2 separate regions of the Nomascus leucogenys genome follow, and region 2 is linked to region 1. The links are chromatin contacts, called in public Hi-C maps. All regions are on one chromosome and are shown on one strand. Each heading gives the region's core, a stretch centred on a gene start, on an enhancer-like site or on the middle of the called end of the contact. The rest is flanking DNA. Distances are from core to core; before and after follow the strand shown.

Region 1 (2,960 bases), core at 342-2,841:
TTTCCCCATTCCATTGTGTTCATTCCTTCAGCTGCAGATATCAGCTTAGCACCAACCATGGCACAGGGCTGGTGGATTCAGAGCTGACTGAGTAAATAGCAGGGTGGCCAGGCATGGCTGTACAGATGCACCTCCACTGTGGCTCATGCCATGGAGGCCTCTGGGAGTTGTGCAATATGGCACAACTTAAGGATCCTGCCAACCTGTCATGTTGGCCGTGCTGGAGTCGTCCCTTCTCCGCAGGATTGGTGAGGGCCCCAGGCCACTGGCATTAGAGCGTGGCAGGAAAAAGCCTGACCAGAACTCACCTGGGTAAATTACAAAGTGCTTCTCCACTTCCTCTGTCCTCCTGTGCTCCCTCTTATCTCTCCAGTGAAAGGGCTGCTTAGATCATAACATTCTTGCACAACCCACAGGGTGCCAGTTAAGTAGCCAAGCGGCTGAATTTGTATCAGAGCTTCAGAATGCGGAATGGAGGAGCCCCAGAGTGTCACCCTGGATCCTTTAAGGAATGATTTCTATGATGACGTAATAGAAGTTGACGTCCCCTTTGATCAGTTTCCTCTGGGTGGGTCTGTGAGATGAGGGTGGGGGCATCATCTCTGTGGACTGGGTGGGGTATGACCAGCAGCGCATTTTGCTGAAGCTGTGAGCTCTCTGTGGCAGGGTGTACTGCTTTTTCTCCTTTTCTGACCCACCTGAGCTGAGTGCAGACTCCCTTTGCACTCAGTGGACCCACAGACAGCTGTTTGTTGAGTGCCTCGGGAATGCACATGGCTTCTGTCCACAAGGCAGGGGCCTCACAGCTCTGATGCAGGGAGCTCCGCTCAGTTTCTTGGCCTCATCCTTCTTCCTGCTTTGTGCATTTTCCCAGAATAAAGACAGTCACTCCTTCCCATCTTTGCTCCCTCGCCTACATCTCCCCTACACAAATCTTTGTCCTCCCTGGCTTGACACCCTCTGCTGCACAACAGAGAATGAGTTAAATATCAAAACCCACAGCAGAGTGTCCCCTGTACATTTTTTATGAGCTGTAACATCTCCTGAGAGAAGGTAGTTGTTCTTCTAACCTCCAGATTGATGATCCGAGTTCCACACAGTGTCGGCTGAAGGGAGAAGCAATTAAAAGAGGACACAGTGGGGTGCCAGGTTCATCTCGAGAGCTCTTGTCTCTGGCAGTTGCCCTGAGTCCTAGGAAGACCTCCGAAGGTTCACTAGGGCCCAGCATGATCCACCACTTACCAAACCCATGATTAATAGGAACAGAGGTGACTCCCACGACACCACAACCATCTGCAGTGTTTCAGTCACTGCCCAGTGAACAGAACTCAGCTTCAGTGGTGCTGGGGGTGGTTACTAACGTAGGCACCCCGGAATTTCAGCCCCACCGGGAACTAAACCAAGTTTAAGCCCTGCTGCCTACATCTCCGGTTGACCAGCAGAGGGCACAGAAACACTTTCTTCTCTCCTGGAGTTTGCTTTTTCTCTGGAAACGAACCAAAAGCTGTATTTTCTAACCCATGAAAATTCTAGTTTATGAAAAGATATGTAAACTGGTGACTGAGGGCCTGCCCAGACCTCCTGGTAGGATGGAGAATGATCAAGGGCCAAGTAGTTTGTCTTACCCAGCCAGCCTTGAGAAAATACTCTTCCTTGAAAGCCTCTAGGGAGAAAGGAGGCTCCCGCTGGGGCAGCTCCTGGATGGTCCTCCAGCCCTGTTCTCCACTGCTTCGCCCCAGTGGTATCTGAGCCCAGGCTGCCTTGCTCTAAAAGCTAGTTTCCCCGCCAGCATTTCTAAGTCATGAACACGGATCAAATGCCCGCACAGGGGCTGCCTCCCCACTGCAGCTATGACAATTGGCAGAGACCAGGGGCGGGGCAGGACAGGTGGTCTCCCAGATATTAGTCCTTGTGGCCTGCCAGTCAAAATGGCCCTTCTGCTGCAAGCCATGGAGGCTTAGTGCAGGATGGATGGATTTGATGCAGCTGCTGGCATTTCACTCCCTGCCGCTGCCCTCGGGGAGGAGCGGTACCTGCAGGTTTTTTATAAGAGCAGAAGCTTCAGTGGGCTTCCCATGGGCAGCAGATGTGCAGAGAGGAGCTGCTGTGGCTCTCTGCAGCGGGGAGTGTGGCCTGGGCAGGCTGGGCTCTGAGTTCCCAGCTCAGGCCTGTGGGGCTCGAAGATGGCCAACACTAACCAAAGCCTGTTCTGAATTTCAAATTGACACAAAGGTTCCTCAAAACCAGTGATGGTAAACACATATGGGATGTCAGGATGCTGTTGTGACAGCAGTTTTGCTGTTGCCTGAGAGAGACAAGGCAGGTCAACTCCAAGGCAGACAGAAGGCCAGGGAGAGTCCCCAGTGTGTGCAGGGAGAGAAAACTGCTGTCTAGAGAATGTTACCCCATACCCTCCCCCTCTCCCTTCTTCCCCTTTCCCCCTCCTTCCCTCCCTTTCCTTCCCCTCCCCTTCCCTTCCTCTTCCTCCAGCATGCCTGTTGTTTTCACTTGTATTTAAAAAAATTCTTGGTTTTATGTGACAAAGAAAACCTTTTTATTTTTACATCAAAGTTCATTAAATTTGATTCTGTGGCCTGGTGCAATGGCTCACACCTGTCATCGCGGCACTTTGGGAGGCCAAAGCGGGCGGATCACTTGAGGCCAGGAATTCAAGACCAGCCTGGCCAACATGGTGAAACCCCATCTCTGCTAAAAATGCAAAAATTAGCTGAGCATGGTGACATGCCCCTGTAATTCCAGCTACTCAGGAGGCTGAGGCAGGAGAATAGCTTGAACCTGAGAGGCGGAGGTTGCAGTGAGCCAAGATGGAGCCACTGCACTCCAGTTTGGGTGACAGAACATGACCCTGTCTCTAAAAAAACATTGATTATGAAATTTGTATTTCCATCAGCTCCAGGTCATCTCTATATCCAGCTGAGTGATGTACATTTTCATGTGGC
Region 2 (2,960 bases), core at 231-2,730, 140 kb after region 1:
TCTGAATTCCAGACTTGGGAACCCAAAGAATAGAAAGTTAAAATGACCTAAGTTGGGAAAGGATTTTGTGGGAAAATCCTCATCCCAAGGGATGATGAGTACCCTGCCAGCCAGGAGGGGAGCCTTCAGCTGGGGGGCTGTGGAGTCTTTATGGAGGCAGGAGGTAGAACTCACAGCAAGCAGAAAATTAGTTGAATGGCACCAGCTTTAGGAACTGCCAGGATGCACTTTGGATCATGAATAAGTAAAGAAAAGAGGTCATCACAGGTTCCAGAAGAGTGAAGACAGAGACAAGCAACAAAGTGAGAAGAGGGAGGAAGGAGACAAAGAAGACAGAAGACAAAGAAAAAGGGAGCTGGAAGGAATGGGTGAAAGAATAAGAACTCAGAAAAGAGATTTTGGTTCTTGCTTATCCAGGAGCTTGACCAGAATTCTGGCCAAATTCTTTAAAAGATGCAGAAACTCAATTGTCTGACTTATCCCTGGGGGTGGGGGGGGTATTAATTTATTAGTACTATTGCTACAAGTTTATGAGGCGCTTCCTATGTGCTAGGCACTTTGAACACACTTCCTTGTTTACCTCTTAAAACAATCTGTGACTCAGGTATTATTGTCTCCATTTTATAGACAAAGAAGCTGAAGCTCAGAACAGCTAAGTAATTTACTCAAGACAACCCAGCCAACTGCTGGCAGAGACAGGATGAAAACCCGTTATCTTATTCCAACCAACATCCATGTAAGTAACCACTACACCGCTCGGCCACAGGAAGCCAGCACTGGGAGAAACCCTTCCCCTGACACAGGAGGCTGAGGGGCTGATGAGCAGACTCCAGAGAGCACTGGGCTCTGACCATCCGGTGGCCTCCCCTGCCAGAGGGCTGGGGCAGTAGACACATGCCCACCTGTGCTAAAGTCCTGCTTTCCTCTCCACAACCCTCCCGCCCCATCCACACCCCACGCTGCCCTGGAGGGAAACATGAGGACCCAGAGGGTGGCCTGGGGATGAGGGGGGACGGCTCATCCCAGCCGTGGTAGCTAATCTAAGATCCAGGATTAAAGGCACTCCCTGAATGACCCCAGGGCAAAACCAGGTCAAGGCCACTTCCAAACCCCGCCCCGACAGAGTTAAAGGATCTAGAAAGGCTGAAAACACAAAGAAGTTAATCAGCTCCCTGAAATAAAAGGGGAGAAAAGAGACTGGATAAAGGGATCAGCTGAAGGAAGCAGCCTGGCTTGGTAGAGAGCACTCTACTCAGCCAGGAGTCCAGAGACTCAGGCCAGCACTGCCCCGGGGGCCAGGAGATCTTGGCGATGGCTCTCTGCTGTCTGTTTCCTTCTCTGTCAGACAGGCTCTAGGGTTTTTGCACCTGACAGCTGAGGATGGGGCAGCACCTGTGGCCAACACAGCCTCATCTGGAGTGGGTCCAGCCAATGCTATGACCAGTGGCTCTCTGTAGGTGCACACCCCATAGGTACCCTGGATCCACACAGATACCCCCTCTAATTCTAACCATGCTGCCTCTCCATCTGCCTCTTCAAGGTAAAAGGTGGATGGAGCTAGGGGGTCAGAAGGAGTCACAGGTATGGGTGAGCTAAGAGGACAAAGGAGGCGTCTCCCTCCAAGACAGGATCAGCATGTGTGGGTGGGAGGTATACAAAATGCCATCTCTCCTCCACAGACACCCGAGAACAGTGCCTGAAACTTCCACCACTGATGATGCTCCAGTGGCTTAAAAACCACCCTTCCAAAAATCCCCAGTTAAAATGCAAACAACTTTCTTAAAGAGGATAGCACTATCATGGGTTCCTCACTTGATCAACTCAGACACTGTCAGAACCAGAGTGAATCTTGGAGACCACCAAGTCCAACCCCTTCTTTAGACTCAGAAGGAAACCAAGCCTCTAAGAGTCAAGTGACTTGCTCAGGGTACAGGAAGAGGTGGTGCAGAGCTGGAACTGTAACCAGGTCTCCTAAGTCTTTCTGCAGCATGGCCCTGGCCCCTGAGGGAGGTGGCCCACGATGGGGGCGGGCAGGGGGTCTGGAATCTTGGCATCATGCTCCGGGGCTGCTCCTTCTTCCTGTTCAGCCACCACAGCAAATAAGAGCCCCTGGGGCCTCAGCCAGCGACTGACCCCTCCCTGACCCTGCCTTCCGGAAGGATGAATGCACATCAGAAGCCAGGGCCAAAATATTCCTGGGCACTGTCTGCTCTGCACCCAGCTCTCTTTTTCCCAGCCTCTTAGGAGGGAGAAGTTTCCAAAACGGACAGCTCCAAAGGCTTTCACAGAAAGGGAGCCTCTCTAGGAAGCGCTCCTGCGTTTGGGCAATGGAGTTAAGGCAGAATGACAGGGGGATGGAAGAAGAAAGTAATTTTTTACATGTCACATTCTCACCAAAATGGCATCTGGGAACTTTCAAGATCATCTGACTAATACCAGGTTGTATTCGTTATTTACAAAGATGGAGACGGAATCTCCTTTGAAGTAGTACAACCAAATGATGTCTGTGTCCTTAAAATGGGGTAACAAGAGGCAAAGAAATCTGGGGAGAGGAAAAGTGTCCTGCCAGGGGCTGAGGGTTTTTTTGCTCCCCTCCTGACATTCTCACAGCCAGCCACGTGGTAGGGTCCCACAGAGCTACCCAGCATGGGGCAGGCTGGCCAGAGCAGCTGGCTCTTTGCAACCACCCAGCTTGCCTTTGCTGGGAAGCTCAGGCTCATTTGCACACTGGCATAACTCCATGTCACTGAGCAGCCAATGGGCAACAGGACTCACAGCCAGGATGGGTTCTCCCTGGGGCTGGCACGACTCTGTTACTACACATGTGCATTTTCCTGATCCTGGGCAAGTTACTTAAACTTTCTCAACACCAGTTTTCCAGCTATAAAATAGGAACACCCCCTACGTCACAGGATTGTCACATAAGGGACAATGAGGCTAGAGAAACTGCGGTAACGTGG

The links. Hi-C and Micro-C count contacts between places; a contact is called where the count stands out from the background.
Region 2: a Hi-C map of a lymphoblastoid cell line shows a contact between it and region 1, with 2.7 times the contacts expected there. The contact joins two enhancer-like sites. A contact is called at or near these places in 2 of 4 Hi-C or Micro-C datasets (both in a lymphoblastoid cell line).

What each region holds. Positions count from the first base shown.
Region 1 is chr1a:89,567,695-89,570,654 of Asia_NLE_v1, forward strand. The region is part of intron 14 of RGS6 (regulator of G-protein signaling 6); the gene reads left to right. Among named protein-coding and RNA genes, the nearest start is that of DPF3, 380 kb to the right of the region's middle. Within about 2 kb of position 1,592, the one cell type or tissue checked has an H3K27ac peak away from gene starts, as active enhancers do. A contact at or near this core is called in a lymphoblastoid cell line, where this site is marked.
Region 2 is chr1a:89,704,076-89,707,035 of Asia_NLE_v1, forward strand. All of the region lies in intron 8 of DPF3 (zinc finger protein DPF3), which reads right to left. Among named protein-coding and RNA genes, the nearest start is that of DPF3, 250 kb to the right of the region's middle. Within about 2 kb of position 1,481, the one cell type or tissue checked has an H3K27ac peak away from gene starts, as active enhancers do. A contact at or near this core is called in a lymphoblastoid cell line, where this site is marked.